Regions from separate parts of the Mus musculus genome. Here all the other regions are linked to region 3. The links are chromatin contacts, called in public HiChIP or PLAC-seq maps. All regions are on one chromosome and are shown on one strand. The core of a region is the stretch at or near the end of the contact, and the rest is flanking DNA. Distances in the headings are between cores, read along the strand shown. Region 1 overlaps Gm50595. Region 2 has its middle 20 kb from the start of 9430019J16Rik. Region 3 overlaps Haglr (Hoxd antisense growth associated long non-coding RNA).

Region 1 (4,691 bases), core at 520-3,019, 840 kb before region 3:
AATCTTATTGAAGATAGAGTTTTCATACACTGTATTCTGGTTGTGGTCCCCTCCCTCTCTATTTCTCTCAGTTTTCCCCTCCCCTCTCCTCCCCTCCCACTGAGGTCCACTCCCTTTCTGTCTTTCCTTAGAAAACAAACAGGCTTCTAAGGGATAATAATAAAATATAATGAGATAAAACAAAAACAAATCAGAATCTAACAAAACAAACAAACAGAAGGCACAAGAACTCAAGAAAAGGCACAAGAATCAGCTGCAGACAAAGAGACTCACTTCTTGGCACACCCATAAAACCGCAAACCTGGAATCCATGGTGTATACACAAAACCTATAAAGTAAAACTAATTGTAATAAAATAACAGTAACTTTTTCTTGCACCACCACTACCCGGTGTATTTATTTATTTATTTTAATAAAAAAGCTCTGACGTAAGGAGTTAGGAGACAAGGAACCTTAAAGTCACCACTGGGTTCCTTTTCAGTCGGCCTCTCCTGTTGGGCACTGCAGCCTGCCCTTAAGAGTGGTTTGTTTCTCCAGTGAGACTTCCTTGGAGAAAACAAAATTTTCATTTCCAAGTGGTTATAGATTGGAGAGAGTTTCTGGATTAGCACTGTGGAGTGTGTCCTCTCCTCCTTTCATCTGCATCTGGTGCAGGACACCCCCCCCCCCCCGCCCCGCCCCGCGTGCTACCTCCATCTCTGGGAGTTCATATGTGCACCAGTCCTGTTGTGTTTAAAAGTCTTGTTTCCTTGGTATCTTCCACCCCTCTGGCTCTTTTTGCCTCCTCTTCCCCTCCGGGTTTCCTGAGCCCCAAAGGAAGGGCTGAATAATATTTATATTTGAAAAGACAGTCTTGAAGCTTTTGTGAGTTAATGCATTTGACACTTTCTTTTAAAATATGTCCCCTTCCTCGTCGGTTTGACTATAGTATGAAGAAAAGTGTATTTATTGGCGAACTATAGGGGTTGCAGATTTTTATATAACCCACCATGTCTTGATGACACCCCAGGCAGATCGTGTCCACTAGGTGGCGCGCATGGGCCTTCGCTGTAATGCTGTGGGTTTTCTAAACCAGGCTAGGGAGCGCTGTGCTATCCCTGGTGAGGCAGCTTGCCCAAGACCAACTCCAAATGCCTTAAGCCTGGGGTTCCCACAGCTGCAGCTTGCAGCCTGATCAACCTCAAACCGCAGGCTGCAAAACCAGAAGCCCCTGAAGCGGCTTCAAACCAAAACACTGAGGTGGACAATGCCATGGCTATTTAGAGGAAAGGGATAAAGACACGAGGGGAGCATTAAAAAGAACGAGATCCTTCTGCACTGGTTTTCATGACAGTATAATTTTCTCTCATGTTGTAAGGTTGAGCACAACGTGAAATCGAGGCTAGATTCTGATGCAGATTTCAGAGTGGGAGGGGAAGGCATTTTGTTTTTCTTTAGGAGAGCGCCAGCTGATTCCCTTTATTTTCCAGATGAAACGCTGACGGCTTTGTCATAGTTTTATCCTTTATTACTGGTCTAAAAAGGGACAGGTGTCTTCCTTCCAATCCGAAGCAGCAAGTAATGGCTTTGGCATCATTTCTTTGCCTCTTTTAAGTTTATGGAAACCCATTTCTCATTGTTAGGCTAAAGATGCAGATCAGAACGGAGGAGCCTGATTCTTGTCACAGGAAGGCTGCTTCTCAGGCGATTAGAAAGCAGCAGCCGGGAGTCTTGACAGGAACGCGTGACAGATAGCTATGGCAACGCAGTTACAGACCCCGCACGCAGGGCCTCCAAAGCCCTGGGTTACCCCGCACGCACGCGTACAACTCTGCTTAGGAGCAACCCTGAGACCGGTTCTACGCGTTTCTGCAAAGCTTGCCTGTGCTGGTTTATCTGAGCTGGCTGAAGGCGGTGGGGGAACACGAGGCCTTTTTCCTGTAGTGTAGCTCAATGCAGCAGCATCTCTGTCTTGGGTTCAAGGGTACCCCGATTCTGTAATTACAGATCGGCAAGCTCATTTTGATTTCGGCCAAAATAACTCTTAAAAAATTTAAAGGTATCTTTGTGTGTCTGGTGTTTTGCCTGCACCATATCCTGAGCACAAAATAAGATTTTTTTAAAAGTCAAATTTATAGTTCCTGTAAAATAATAATAAAAGTACCTTTTTTTGTACTTGCCCAGGGTTCTTATGTATGTAATCCTCTTTTTATGGTGCTGATGGCAGGCTTTCAATGGATTTCTTAAGATCTCTTCCAATGGTATATAATCTTGGTTCAGAAATATGCATTAGTTCAACAAACCCAGACAGAAAAGTAATTAGGGGTGTATGGAAATAGTGGAGTAGGGACAGAGTGATTCTTTTAAAATGGGCTTTCCTAATAATTTCGTTTACTTAAAGAAAGGTGGGTGAACTATCTGCATTTCTGGAAGGCGTGTTGCCTCTTATTCAACCTGTGCTTATTGTTTCAAAAGACAGGAATTAACAAGCAGAAATAAAGCACCTTTTCTACAGCAAAACATTTAATTTTACTTACTAAAATGTTAGATTTCAATACAGACCCAGGAGCCAGCAATGTCTGATATATTACTAGAGAAACATCTGGAAGTGGCTGTAAGGACGGCTGAGTGAGTGTAAGGTTCGCGATATCATCTCTGGATGTAATATACTTCTTACCTCTGGGTGGCGCTGTTCAACTGCTTCTTGTTTTTATGTGCCGTTGAAAACCTTTGCTTCCTGTTAGATGCATTCCTGAAAGAATCTGTTAAAGAGACATTTCCTCTATCCACAGTTACGCCTTAAATAACTTTCTTGTCACATGGATATAAATTTAAAGTGGTTGTGATATGCCATTTTAATTACCAAAAGATGACCAAATAATATTAAAGATTGTTTATATGGGCAATTGGCCAGGTTAAAAACCCGATCTCATCTTGCTGGAGAAGAAATCATCTATTTACATTTTGATAGGCATTTAACCTGAAAAGACCATTCAAACACTAGAGTTTTAGTTTAAATTTGTTGTCACTTTTAAATCCATAAAGATGTTTCAGTAGAAGCCAGTTTTATGAAAGGGAAGGGTAGATATTGGGAAAAACTCCAACCAATTAAAATGTTATTTAAAAATCTAACATTAGTCACTAAGATAGTATTTTCACTTAAATTCAAAGCTAAACACCTTCAATATTAAACAAAACAATACAAAACAAAACAACAACAACCACAACACACACACAGAACAAAAACCTTCAGAAACCTATCTTTATCTTCAGAATTCTTCTTTCCAGAACAGGATTGCTTTAGTAAGTAGCAATTATGTTTACAATCTTGGAAAATGTATGGTAGGTAGCCATTACATCTCTTACAAACCCACAGTGAGTTAGTATTGTGGGCCAAGAGAACACATGTCGGTTGGTTTTTAAGACGTCTAATTCTTTATTCAAAACTCAGGGCCAGTCAGAAATGCCAGATGAAGGGGTTATAATGCCAAAGTTAATTTTGTTTTGTCATATACAAAGTAGTTAATGTAAAAATTATTGATTGATATTCTCCCTCTTTTAACTCTTTTAGGACTCAATATTTAAAGCAAAACTAATTTATCTAGGTGTTCTACTGCACAAAATTAATTCTACTGGGACAGGCGAGGCCAAGCCTCATTATGAAACGGTTGGTTCCCTTGCTGAACCAGCCTAAGCAGGTTGCTTTAGTTTTTCAAAATTAGGTACAACAAAGAATTTAACCCTTGAGATGCTGGGGAACTGGCCTTCAGTATTATACTACCTGGGCCATGGGATGGGACAGGAGACATGTCTTCTCCTGTGGGTTCTGCCTAGGACACAGGTGAGGTGAGGTGATTTATATACCAGGGTATGTGTTCATTAAAACCAGTGTTTTTCAGCCTTCCTAATGCTGTGACCCTTTAATACAGTTCCTCATGTTGTGACGATCCCAACCCTAAAATTATTTTCATTGCTACTGCATAGCTGTAATTTTGCTACTGTTATGAATTGTAATGTAAGTATTTTTGGAGATAGAAGTTTGCCAAGGGGTTCCCACTCACAGGTTAAGAACCACTGATTAAAACAATTAATCGAAAATATTCCTTGGGGCGTGGTGGCACACGCCTTTAATCCCAGCACTCGGGAGGCAGAGGCAGGCGGATTTCTGAGTTTGAGGTCAGCCTTGTCTACAAAGTGAGTTCCAGGACAGCCAGGGCTATACAGAGAAATCCTGTCTCAAAAAAAAAAAAAAAAAATATATATATATATATTTCTAGTATGTACCACTGTATTTCAGACCTTGCCTTTAAAAATGTGTGTGTGTGTGTGTGTGTGTGTGTGTGTATTGGGCATGGTAGCATATGCCTTTAACCCCAGCATTCAGAGGCAGAGGCAGGCAAATCTCTGTGATTCTACATAGTGAGTTCCAGGACAGCCAGGCTACATTGTGAAACCCTGTCTAAAAAAATTATATGAAAATAGTGAACTTCTTTCCCTGGGTGGCCAAATAGTTGTTCAGATTTGCTTAATTTCTGAATTAAGTATATATTACTGAATTAAGTAGTATAGCCACTAGGCATTGGTTATTGGGTATAGCTATAGCTTTCCTTCCCTCCTTGTGTGTGTTTTTCTTTTAGTATTTGTGCAAAAGTATTATTGGGGATTTTAAAATGTCTTTTGTTTTTAGTGTCTGAGGACCAAACCTATGAACC
Region 2 (5,063 bases), core at 1,601-4,100, 670 kb before region 3:
CTAAGAAGGGGCAAAGTGTCCACATTTTGGTCTTCGTTCTTCTTGAATTTTTAAACTCTGGTCTTTCGGTAGACTTGCCTACTAATACTTTATCATCTTTGAAAATTCCTGGGAAGTTTAGTGTCCTGGCAAGAAGAATAAACTTGCAGTTAGTTTGCCTTTGTGTGCGGAACTAGCGGTCAGAGCACGTGTGTGCCTATGGAAGGCGATTCCTGAGAGACACAGAGGGGTGGGGCTTCGTAAGGGGTGGGGTCTAATTCATTACACCGGGGATTTTGTCAGGTCACAAAGTCCAGTGATTTCCTGGGAAGGGACACCAGCTTCAAAACAGACAGTTTTTTGTTTGTTTGTTTTGGTTTTTGGTTGTTGTTTTTTTTTTTTTTCCTGAAATAGCTGTATTAAAATGAACTTTTCACTATTTTCTGCACCTCACTATCTAACCTGGAGTGGGTGTGTGGATAACCTGCCCCTGTAAATTTACTACGGCTAGAAACTAACAAGAGCATCTATTGAAATAGTTGTCTTTCGGTATCACTTATTAAATGTAATAAAGGAAACCAATTTGATGCATAGCTTATGCATACTCTTTGCATAGAGGTGAGTGAGAGATTTACTATTTGGTGTAAAGATATTTACATCTGTTCATCAAAATACGACTCCTTCTGTAGACTTCGAAAGCCATGCCTGTAATATACATTATTATGGTAATTTAAAAACAGAACACAGAGTAGGAAGAGAGCGTGATAAATGCAGGGCATCTCATCCTCTACAGCTCTAGTAAATTCTGTACCTTAGGGTACACCGAATACATTTTGGGTTCCTCATGCAACAATCATTTTGGAAATGCGTCAGTCAACCGGCGTCTTTTACTCATTATTATTTAGCCTAAAGATCTGAGGAATCTGTTTTTATTCTGTCATCAATTTATTCCCAAGAAATGCCGCAGCCTTTGTCAGCTTGAAGTAACATTTCCTGTCTCCCTACTTACAATGATTGTCAGGCTGGAGCCCCTTGCCACCCTCGATTCATCAGCTCTTTCCAAGGGTCGTCTTTCTTTTCTCCGCGGAATGTATTCCTCTACAGATTAGTTTAACAGATATTTCAGGAGAAGCATCTGAGATGCTGACAAGCACTGTTTTTACACACACCCCCTTCTCAAGCAAAAGATTAAGAATATCTTTCAGGTTCCCTTTATTTTTCTAAGCATTAAATCTTTTCGTCCAAATCTGGGGGTGGGGGTGGGGGTGGGGGGGAAGCCGGGATAGCCTTCGTTGAATTACACAAAGGGCATGTGGTTCCGACATCAGCAGGAACACAGGCTGCCGCCTAGCTGTCCAGGCTCTATCCTTTCCTGCAAAGGTGAAATGATTTAGAGGCCTAGAGAAACTTAATTTTTCTTGATCACCATGTGCAACCCGGAATTTTAATGGCAGGCATAATTAATTCTTCTGATGTTAATCATCAGGGCTGGGCTCCACAATTATCAGCCTGGTGCAGCTGGGGCATGGTGCAGACATGAAAAATTAGGAAAATGAATCAGTAATAGGGTGGCAGATTTAATCTGCATCATGAAAACAAAGTTAAAAAGAGGAAGACCGGGAGAATTCCTGCTGAAGCTTTTGTGCCAATGTGCAGTGACAGAACTGAAAAATGTTGCCGATGTCCAAAGTGATTGGTAATTACCAAGCCATTGAATTTTTTATTGTCAATTTATCATTGCGCCAGAGGTTAAATTTAACATCTTCTTCTAAAGCCATCACTCTAAGAAGGCGGCCTGCGCGTCACGTGGCTCAGAGTCAGCAAAAGGTCAATCAGGTATCTCTTCTGTGTGCATGCGCCTCCAAACCCTCCCTTCCCGGCCTCCTCGGACTGCCTCCTACCCAGCTGTTAGTACCTGCGACTTCCAGATAAGCATCAGATGCTGTCTCACACACGCACACGCACACGCACACGCACACACACTTCTCTCTGCATTGGTATTTATTAAGAACCCTGGTGTAAGAAAAGAATTATTTTCTAAGTAAGAGAAGCTCCATTAGTTTAAGTCCCTGCCGGTCCTTAAGGTGCAACTAAACGAAGATGTCACTCAATCTCTCTCTGTCGCCCTGTCTCTGTCTCTCAGTCTCTCTCTTTGTCTCTCTACCTCTTTCTCTCTCGTTAGAGGCACTAGAAGAACTCGTATGACCTTCATTAAAGCAAAATTAAAATTACACAGTTTCAACGGACTTAGATTTCTTTTTTTCTTTTTTCTTTTTTCTTTTTTTTTTCTTTTTGCACAGGATGTCTTTTTTATTAATAGTTGAAGGGGAAAACCCGTAGTTTAAAAGGAAGGGGATATTTATCCACATGAATGCCGCACAGTTGAAATAACTGTGTCTTTAAAAAGCATTCGGAAGTGTTCGTCGGATCCGGAGCAGAGAGTGAAATCCCACAGGGGCAGCTTCTGTCCACAAAGCAGCGTGAATTCTTGAATCCATCTTGAATGTTACTTGCTTCAGTCTTTTTGTTGTTTGCTTATGCTTGCTTCCTCTTCCATATGCAATTTGAAATGTAGAGCAGTTTCTTATTAAGGGAATGATACATATTTTCTAGAAATTAAAAATAGAAAGAGCCTTTGGGGAGACTTGAAAAAAATCAATTTGTGTATTAATTACTGCAATTCATTATTCAAATAAAAGTGGGCTCAACCTCTCATTGGATACAAATTTCGGGACAGGGATGTTTGTAAAAGACAAAGCCTGAATTCTGATCATGTTAATCTGCAGATCAAAGGCTCTGTGAGTCTGCGCCTGGTGGAGCTCCTCTGGGGATAGAGGAACCAGGCTCTATCCCAGGCAGGGGCAATGAGTTATTACCGCTGAATACAAAAGCTGGCCACGTGACTGTCACCTTACCAGCAGTGGCAGGAGTCCTCCTGCCTAGGTTTCCTGAGACCTTGCTTTTCTGAGCCTTCACTTTTCTATAATTAAATCCGAACCATAAAAGCCATACCTGTCAAATGACCTCCAGCCGCCCTCATAAACAACACTGGGAATTTTGCTGGTAGCAGGCAGGCTTTGGGAAAGAACATTGGAAAATGTCCTGTTTAACCACCTCCAGCCTTCTCTCTCACACTGAACTATTTTCTTCTCTCTCCCCTTATTTCTTCCCACACTAAGCTTTATGCTCCCCCATTTTGGATTTTTTTTTTTTGGTAGGGGGCTGGAAAACACATAGCAAGTAAAAAATATAATATATTGAAAAGATTCTGCCGTCTTCTGAATTAGTAACCTGTCCTTTTAGGAAGAAGAGAAGGTGGGATGAAGGAATGTAATTTTTCTAACAGCGTTTGGCTGCATTTCTTTGATCATGTTTTATGGCTGGAGGATAAATTACCACGTGAAGGTTTCTGTTTAAAACCTGAGCGTGTTTAGTATGATTTGAATCCTGCCGTATAGTCGCCTCTCGCCTGAGCAAGTCTTAATGCAAAGGACAGCAGCTCAGAGAGTAGCGCGCATTAGTGAGTTCTTCTCAGCTATTGGAATCTCCTACTATTTTAATTGGATTCTTTCCAAAACTGCAACTAATTAAGAATCAATTCAGAACCATTAGCAAGTGGGACAAGCTAGCTGGTGCTGCATATTTCAAAAGAGTTAGTTTTAATGAGAGGTGTTACTAGGTGGGGGTGGGGCTGGGTGTGTGTGTGGGGGGAGAGAAACAGATTAAAGATAGTGTAGGGACCGTCTTTGGCTACCTGAACGACTAATGGTACACAAAAAGATGCTGAATTTGTAGTCCTCTGTAATTGCTCTACCTACTGTTCTTAGAGAAACTTTAAACACACAAATGCAGGCATTTAGGGGTGTGTTAGAGGTTCAGTAGCTATTTATAAATGTTACAAATGGTTGGCTTCAGTAGTGGAGCGCCCTTCTCATTGGAGAACCATATGTTGTCTGCTTTCAGTCGCGTTAACCTCGGTCCCGTCAACCCGCTTTCTCTTCCCTGGGCTTTGTGCTGGCGCACATCTGTGTATCAGACTGCAGTGCCTGCAGATGGTGTTTTTTAATTTGTTCGAGGGTTAGCTGTGCCATATTTTTGACAGCTGTTCTCCAGGTCCTTTACCACAGAGGAAAACTTTGTGAGAACCCGGTGTTGGGGAGGGAAATCTGATTCGCAAGCCCTCATTAGTTGCTTCTGTTCTTTCTTGGATCTTGGTACCCAGTCCTTTGTTATCAGAGTTGTGTGTTGACGCACCTCCCTAGAGAATGAAGGTGAAAAGTTAGTGTGCGGTGAACCTGCTTTGACCATTACATTCTGAATATATGTGTGGTTTCAATGGGTAGCGGAATATTTAATCATTAGGGAGGGAAGGCAATAAATCAAATGTCTGAACTTAGATGCATTATCTGATGTGCTTGATTTCAGAGTTAACCTTCTTTGTGGACTTCTGTCGTGAGAAATTACCTGGACCAAGTTTCTTCATTTGAAGCAATCATAACCCAACTACGGTGCTCTTATGATTGTAAGATAATAGCAATAAAAAAAAAGAGACGGTTGGCTTCTAGAAGTGGACGCGGACAATAAAAATATATTACTCTATGGGAAAATAAGTTAACTAAGTTTGGGTTTGATTACATGTTTGAGGTGGGGTAGAGTAGAGATTGAAAAGGCAATTACAAGAATATTGCAGACTTATGAGTTTAAAGGATTCTGTAAGGTGCGTATGGCTAAGAGACTCATGAATGTTTATTGAGAATAGTTTCTTTTTGCTTAAAAAATACTATCAAGACAATGGAGAAGCCCCTTTGAATCTGTGCACTGTGATCTATAGTTGGGCTCCCAATGTGGGGAATTGTTTCTTGTACACACTGCTATACACCGACAGTCTTCCATGACTACCCTATAGCCCCTTTCCACATCTAATCAGTCACCAAGACAAGCCAATTTTCCCTCCATTGCTCAGTTGTCATCTTCCCCCTGCTTTGCTTCTTAGTTTAGTCTGTATAACTTCTTTAAAATATTTGTATTTATTCTCTGAGAATTTCATATACATATACAGTGTATTTTAATCATATCCACAACCC
Region 3 (5,112 bases), core at 1,395-3,894:
TAAAGGGTCTTCCAGTCTCCTTTCTTTAAGAAAGGGCCTTGTCTGCTTTAAGTCTCTGCCCCTCTGGTCCATCATCTATGTATCTGTACAAAAAGCTCTCCGTGAATCCTGACTTATACCGCGATCTGCTTTTCCTCTGGTTCTCTTTAATGTTAATCCCCACTCTGGCAATTTTTCCAAACCTTATTGAAAAATGAGCCAGACTAGCCAGAGTAACCAATCGAGTGTTTTTGTCACAGGCTGTGGGTGTAGCTTAGTGGTAGCGTGTAGATTTGCCATCCGCCATATTTACCATCAGTCCAACTTCCAGGTTGCTTTTAAAAAGTGGTTATCATAAGATGAAGACCATGAAGACACATGCAATGGCCTCCACCCCCACAGACCTGATGGGATGGCGTGGTGGCATTTATATTTCTCTGCTATGGCAAAAGATTTGGCATCCTTGGGCCTTGAGCCTCCTGCCAGTCTGTTCAGTTTGGACACACTGGACATGACCTAAAATGGATTGTCTTTGAACTTTGCAACTAGACAGGCAGGATGTGAGACCTGAGGGAAATGTTTAAGGAAGGGCTTCAGATCAGGTTTATAAATCCACTTGACACTGACCTTGGACCCCAAAGGTAAGAGCATTTGTAGTGGAGTAGAAAACAAGGTAAGCTATGGTCCTCTCCATCACTTTCCTTCAGCACCAACAAAGCAGGAAGGGCAGAGGATTCATCCATCAGGCCTTGTGCTATCCATCCAGACTTTCTGAGAGAGAAATCTACAAGAGCCAGCCCTTAAAAGTGTGGCTTAGGTAAGGTTAGATAAGGCTTGGCTAGGGACAACTCAGACTCAGTTGGTTAAGTGGCTCAACACCCAAAGGTCTGTTGACCCAGGTTCTAAATATACCCTATCTGGGAAATTGCAAAGCCCAAGGGGGTGAGGGGACGGTCTGAGCCACCTGCCTTTCTTGCATACTCATAAACCTCTGTTATTTTCTTTAAGTTTCTCAAAGAAGGACCAAAGTTTTGTCAAGAACACCCAGATGAAGACCTTCCTAGACCTGTAAACTGGGATTACCAAGTTCTTGACTTCACAAGGAAGTTTCAACCAATTCTGGTAAAGTCAAAACAGACCTGTGACAATCCCTGGGTGTAAACAAGCTTGTACCCGCCATGGGGTCAAATACTTGGAAGGAAGAGTTAGCCTCTTTGTTATTCAAACTCTCTCTCTCTCCTCTCTCTCTCTCTCTCTCTCTCTCTCTCTCTCTCTCTCTCTCTCTCTCTCTCATGTTCTCCTCTTTACCTTCTCTAAAGGAAAACCGTCTGGGCTTCCAAGCCTGGTGGCTGAGGAGAGCACTTCACTCATGAACCATTGGAGTGGTACCCAGTGAGGGAGAAAGGACAGTAGCTAGCTAGCGTAGGAGATCACTGCTAGTAGTTCTTCTAGACAGAAATGTGAAAACTCTTGTTCAGCAAGGTTAGCAGCCTCTGGGGCCTCAGAAACCAATGTAGCTGACACATCTCTGATAGGGACTGGACTTGGGGCTGAACCAAGGGAAGTACAAGCTCAGTATCCTCTTCCTCTCTCCCATTTGAAAGCCTGTACACAGAAATGGTACAAATGGATGCTTAACTTAATGATTCTATCAGAGGCAGATTTTTCTCTGTCAGTTCCCTGGATGAGGTTGGTCTGTAAGCTAGAAGGCAGAATCTGTACTTGATTTCCCTTTCTCCTTTCCTTTCCTTTCCTTTCCTTTCCTTTCCTTTCCTTTCCTTTCCTTTCCTAACCTCCTTACCAGTGGCCAGGGCCACCCTCCAGGGCTTTCCATGACAACTTCGCACCCTCTCGCTAGGTCTAGGCATTCCACTCCAGAATGGACCCCGAGGTTTACAGGGATGCTAAGGAAACGGTCCCTCTTCCTCCACTCCCACCTCCATTTTGCAGCAGGGCCATACCTCTGCCTGACCGCCATCCTACGTTAATCCACATTTGTTTGCCTAGATGGAACAACCAGAGAGGCCCAAATGACTGCCACCCATGAGCCAAGGACCTGATCTCTTTCCTTTAGACCTAATACTCTACCGGAGATCCACAACCTTCCTAATCCCCACCCCCTCCTCGTCCCGCCCCCGCGCCTCAAAAACTATGGAGAAAAAGAAGGTGTGCCCAAGGCTGGACCGAAGTCATCCTGCCCCTTCTTCAAAAGAGAGACACCTCCCAAGGCCAACGCCCTCCGGAGGGGCCCAGGTGCTCCTCCCTTCTGGCATCTATTCCGTCTGGCATCTATTCCGTCTGGCATCTATTCCTCTGCAAAGGATCAGAAAGGAAGCCGCTGGCTCAATGGATTCTGGATTTCGGGTAGACCTGACTGCTTTGGGGCATCCTCAATCGGGCGGTGAAGCCTCTGGGGGCAGAGGAGCGTCGTGGGAGAGGAGCGTCGTGGGAGAAAGACAAGCTAGGCTGCTGCTTCCCTACCCATGCCAACTTCCCGGGTCTCGTCTTGAAACAAGAGCAGAGGCCTGAGACCCGGGCGCCATTGCTGGCCAGGCTCCCCTCCCCCACACTCCTTTCTTTGCTTCTCGAAGACCCGGGAGGGAGGAGGCGGCGAGCGCCTCGGTGGATAGAGCTGCTATTGTGACCTTCCCGGGCTAAGCGGGGAACCCAGCGGAGTGTGTACTGCCCGCGGTGGCGGGGGAGGAGGTGACTGTGTGCAAGCCTCGAGTGCAGAGGGGGTGGCACCCGGGAATAAATAAAGGCTTGCAACCTCGGGCACTTGGACCCTTCGGAGAGCGTTTGGTTGTGTTTAGACTTGGGTGCTTCCTAACACTAATTGCAGGCTCAAGAGGAGCGGAATTTATGGCGAAGGCCAAGGCGGCTTGTTTATAATTTATGAAGTTTTAAATGGTTGTGCCGCGGGCCCAGCTCTCTCCGGCGGGCGGCCGCGTGGGAGTGTGCCCTCCCAGAACTCGCCGCCGCCCCCACCCACGCTAGGAGTGAGTGTGCCTGTCACGTGACTCGCGTTGGTGGCAGGAAAGAACCAAGCAATTCTCTGAAGTCTCCAGAACTTCAGAAGGTAGGCGAAGGCGGCAGGTTTGGTCGAAGCGACCCCTCCCCCTTCTTCCAACATCCTCCCTCCACCGCCGGGCCTGTGAGGTTGCGGCTGCCTAGACGGTGGGAACCCCCAACCTGACACTTCCTTAGAGCCTATGTGTGAGAGGAAGCTGATGTCAGCCGGGCTAGACACTGTTTAAAGTAATCCATGAAACCCTAAGCCACAGATGACGCTTGGGGTATTGCAGACACCCGCAGACTCAGCAGATACTCCTGTGGTAACACACCGCGCTGGGAAACGCCTGGAGCCATGATGCATTATGTATTTTTATTATTATTTATGGTATGAAGAGGAGATGAGAGAAACCGGGCTGAATCTAAACAGCCTGACAATTCATCTATTTAATATTTAGCCAGTTAAGAAAGGTGGCTGTGGTTCCCTACGAGGCAGCTAGCATTTCTTTGATTTCCGTAATAGCTTAAAAAATAATTTCTTACAATTATAAATTCTGTCTAGGAATGCAAATTTCAGAGAAAACAATGTTAAGCCTTGAGAGTGGGTAAAATATGCCTTCGATTGAAGTCATTTATTCTGTTGATACAATTCTACAACATATATACTTTAAACTTGCTCAGATAGAGTGAAATTTAGCAAAAGGATAACCCCTCCCACCCCCAGCCTAACATGCCATTTTTAAAACAGCACAAAGGAACAAGGAAACTAAATATTCTTTTGAGCCATCATTACTGAGCGAAACACAAACATCCAAATAGAAAACGATTGCTGTTGCACCAGAAGAGTAGAAGTTATCTCCACACAATGGGAATTTCACCTCGTGTCACCAGGCTGGTAGTGGGAGTTGCATATTTGCCAAACCAACTAGAGATGCGTGGGTGGACTTTGCTGAAATACAAAATAATTGAACCTTGTCTGAAGGCCTTTTTCCAAGTGCTCCCTTCTATAGAAGTGGGTGTAAGTGCTCGACCCTTCCTAGAGCCACACTAATAATATTTACAAAACGATTATAAATTCTGTAGACTATTCGCCCATTTTGCACAAAGAAACAGGAGTAAGCAAGGTGTTTATACGTGTTGTGTTCTATTAATGAACCTTTCGTTATTTTACATTGTGAAGAATGTTTGTTTTCTTTAAAAGTGAACTGCTGACCACTACAAAGGAAAAAATTGTGAGCACTTCCTAAGGGGGTTGGGGGACGGGGGAAAAAGCCTGATGCTTGTCTCTACATGATCATTTCCTTTTATACCACAGCACCTTAGCTTTTCTCGCTTAATCCTGCCTGTTTCTCTTATGCTTTTTCTTTGATTGTCAGGGTTTTTCCCCAAAGTTTATTTTTTTATTATTTAATGCAGAAAAAATGAACACACACCCGCCCATGTGACGATCATGTATAGAAAGAGCATGCAGGCGCTGCTCTGGCAAAATCCTATTGCGACTGCCCCCCACTTAGGTGATATCGAGTTTGCATCCTCCAATTACTGCCGCTCAGTTTTAAGAGCTTAAATGTAATCAAGTATTTCTCCACGCCAATTTTGTGCAATAGGTTCCGAATAAATAAAATGTTTCAGAGGGTCCTTTTCCCCCAACCCGGGATCATACAGAGGGATGAAGACAGAGTGATCTGCTTGCAGATGTGTGCGATTAACACAGATACACTTCCAACTGAAAAAAAGGTTTTATTCTAAATGTTTGTTCAAATAGTACCAGACAATTTGAAATCAATAAGCTGTGTCGAGTGGTGAGGGCTTCGGCTGTTGAGAAACGACTAGCGTGAGTCCTGCCACCGGGCTGCCTGACTCTACCCATGAAGGACCATTTGTGATCTCAATCCTTTAACATCAACTACAGACACCAGCCATGGTTACAACTGTTCAAAACTATCCTCTCAACTAGTTCAGACCAAGGGGACTAAAGAGGTGAAAAGTGGCCCCCCCAAGGCCTGGGAGCGTGTACCTAGGCCCAGCCTCAGAATTCTACAAATATACACATAAATACATTAAGACGAGGATAAATAATCAGGGAAACGAAATTACTCGCTTCAAATAATAAATACAGAT

What was found. HiChIP or PLAC-seq counts read pairs in DNA pulled down with a chosen protein or histone mark.
Region 1: an H3K27ac HiChIP or PLAC-seq map of differentiating embryonic stem cells shows a contact between it and region 3, with 23 times the contacts expected there. The contact joins two enhancer-like sites. A contact is called at or near these places in 1 of 39 promoter capture datasets (embryonic stem cells), 1 of 484 Hi-C or Micro-C datasets (cortical neurons), 12 of 115 datasets of contacts at active chromatin or transcription factors (craniofacial prominence, differentiating embryonic stem cells, embryonic basal ganglia and 9 more) and 1 of 9 other capture datasets (embryonic stem cells).
Region 2: a contact with region 3 is called in an H3K4me3 HiChIP or PLAC-seq map of embryonic hindbrain, with 2.8 times the contacts expected there. The contact joins two enhancer-like sites. A contact is called at or near these places in 1 of 39 promoter capture datasets (the C10 cell line) and 1 of 115 datasets of contacts at active chromatin or transcription factors (embryonic hindbrain).

The regions. Positions count from the first base shown.
Region 1 is chr2:75,586,754-75,591,444 of GRCm38.p6, reverse strand. The region is part of intron 2 of Gm50595; the gene reads left to right. Among named protein-coding and RNA genes, the nearest start is that of Gm39853, 24 kb to the left of the region's middle. Within about 2 kb of position 1,769, at least 19 of the 459 cell types and tissues checked have an H3K27ac peak or open chromatin away from gene starts, as enhancers often do. A contact at or near this core is called in differentiating embryonic stem cells, where this site is marked.
Region 2 is chr2:75,421,923-75,426,985 of GRCm38.p6, reverse strand. No RefSeq gene overlaps it. Among named protein-coding and RNA genes, the nearest start is that of 9430019J16Rik, 20 kb to the left of the region's middle. RefSeq lists an enhancer at 2,410-4,784. Within about 2 kb of position 2,850, at least 24 of the 459 cell types and tissues checked have an H3K27ac peak or open chromatin away from gene starts, as enhancers often do.
Region 3 is chr2:74,747,518-74,752,629 of GRCm38.p6, reverse strand. Haglr (Hoxd antisense growth associated long non-coding RNA) reads left to right here. Exons shown (of 3, transcript NR_110445.1): 2 at 988-1,101; 3 at 1,987-4,208. Hoxd3 (homeobox D3) reads right to left here. Exons shown (of 3, transcript NM_010468.2): 3 at 4,359-5,112. Among named protein-coding and RNA genes, the nearest start is that of Gm14424, 2.6 kb to the left of the region's middle. Within about 2 kb of position 2,644, at least 60 of the 459 cell types and tissues checked have an H3K27ac peak or open chromatin away from gene starts, as enhancers often do. A contact at or near this core is called in differentiating embryonic stem cells, where this site is marked.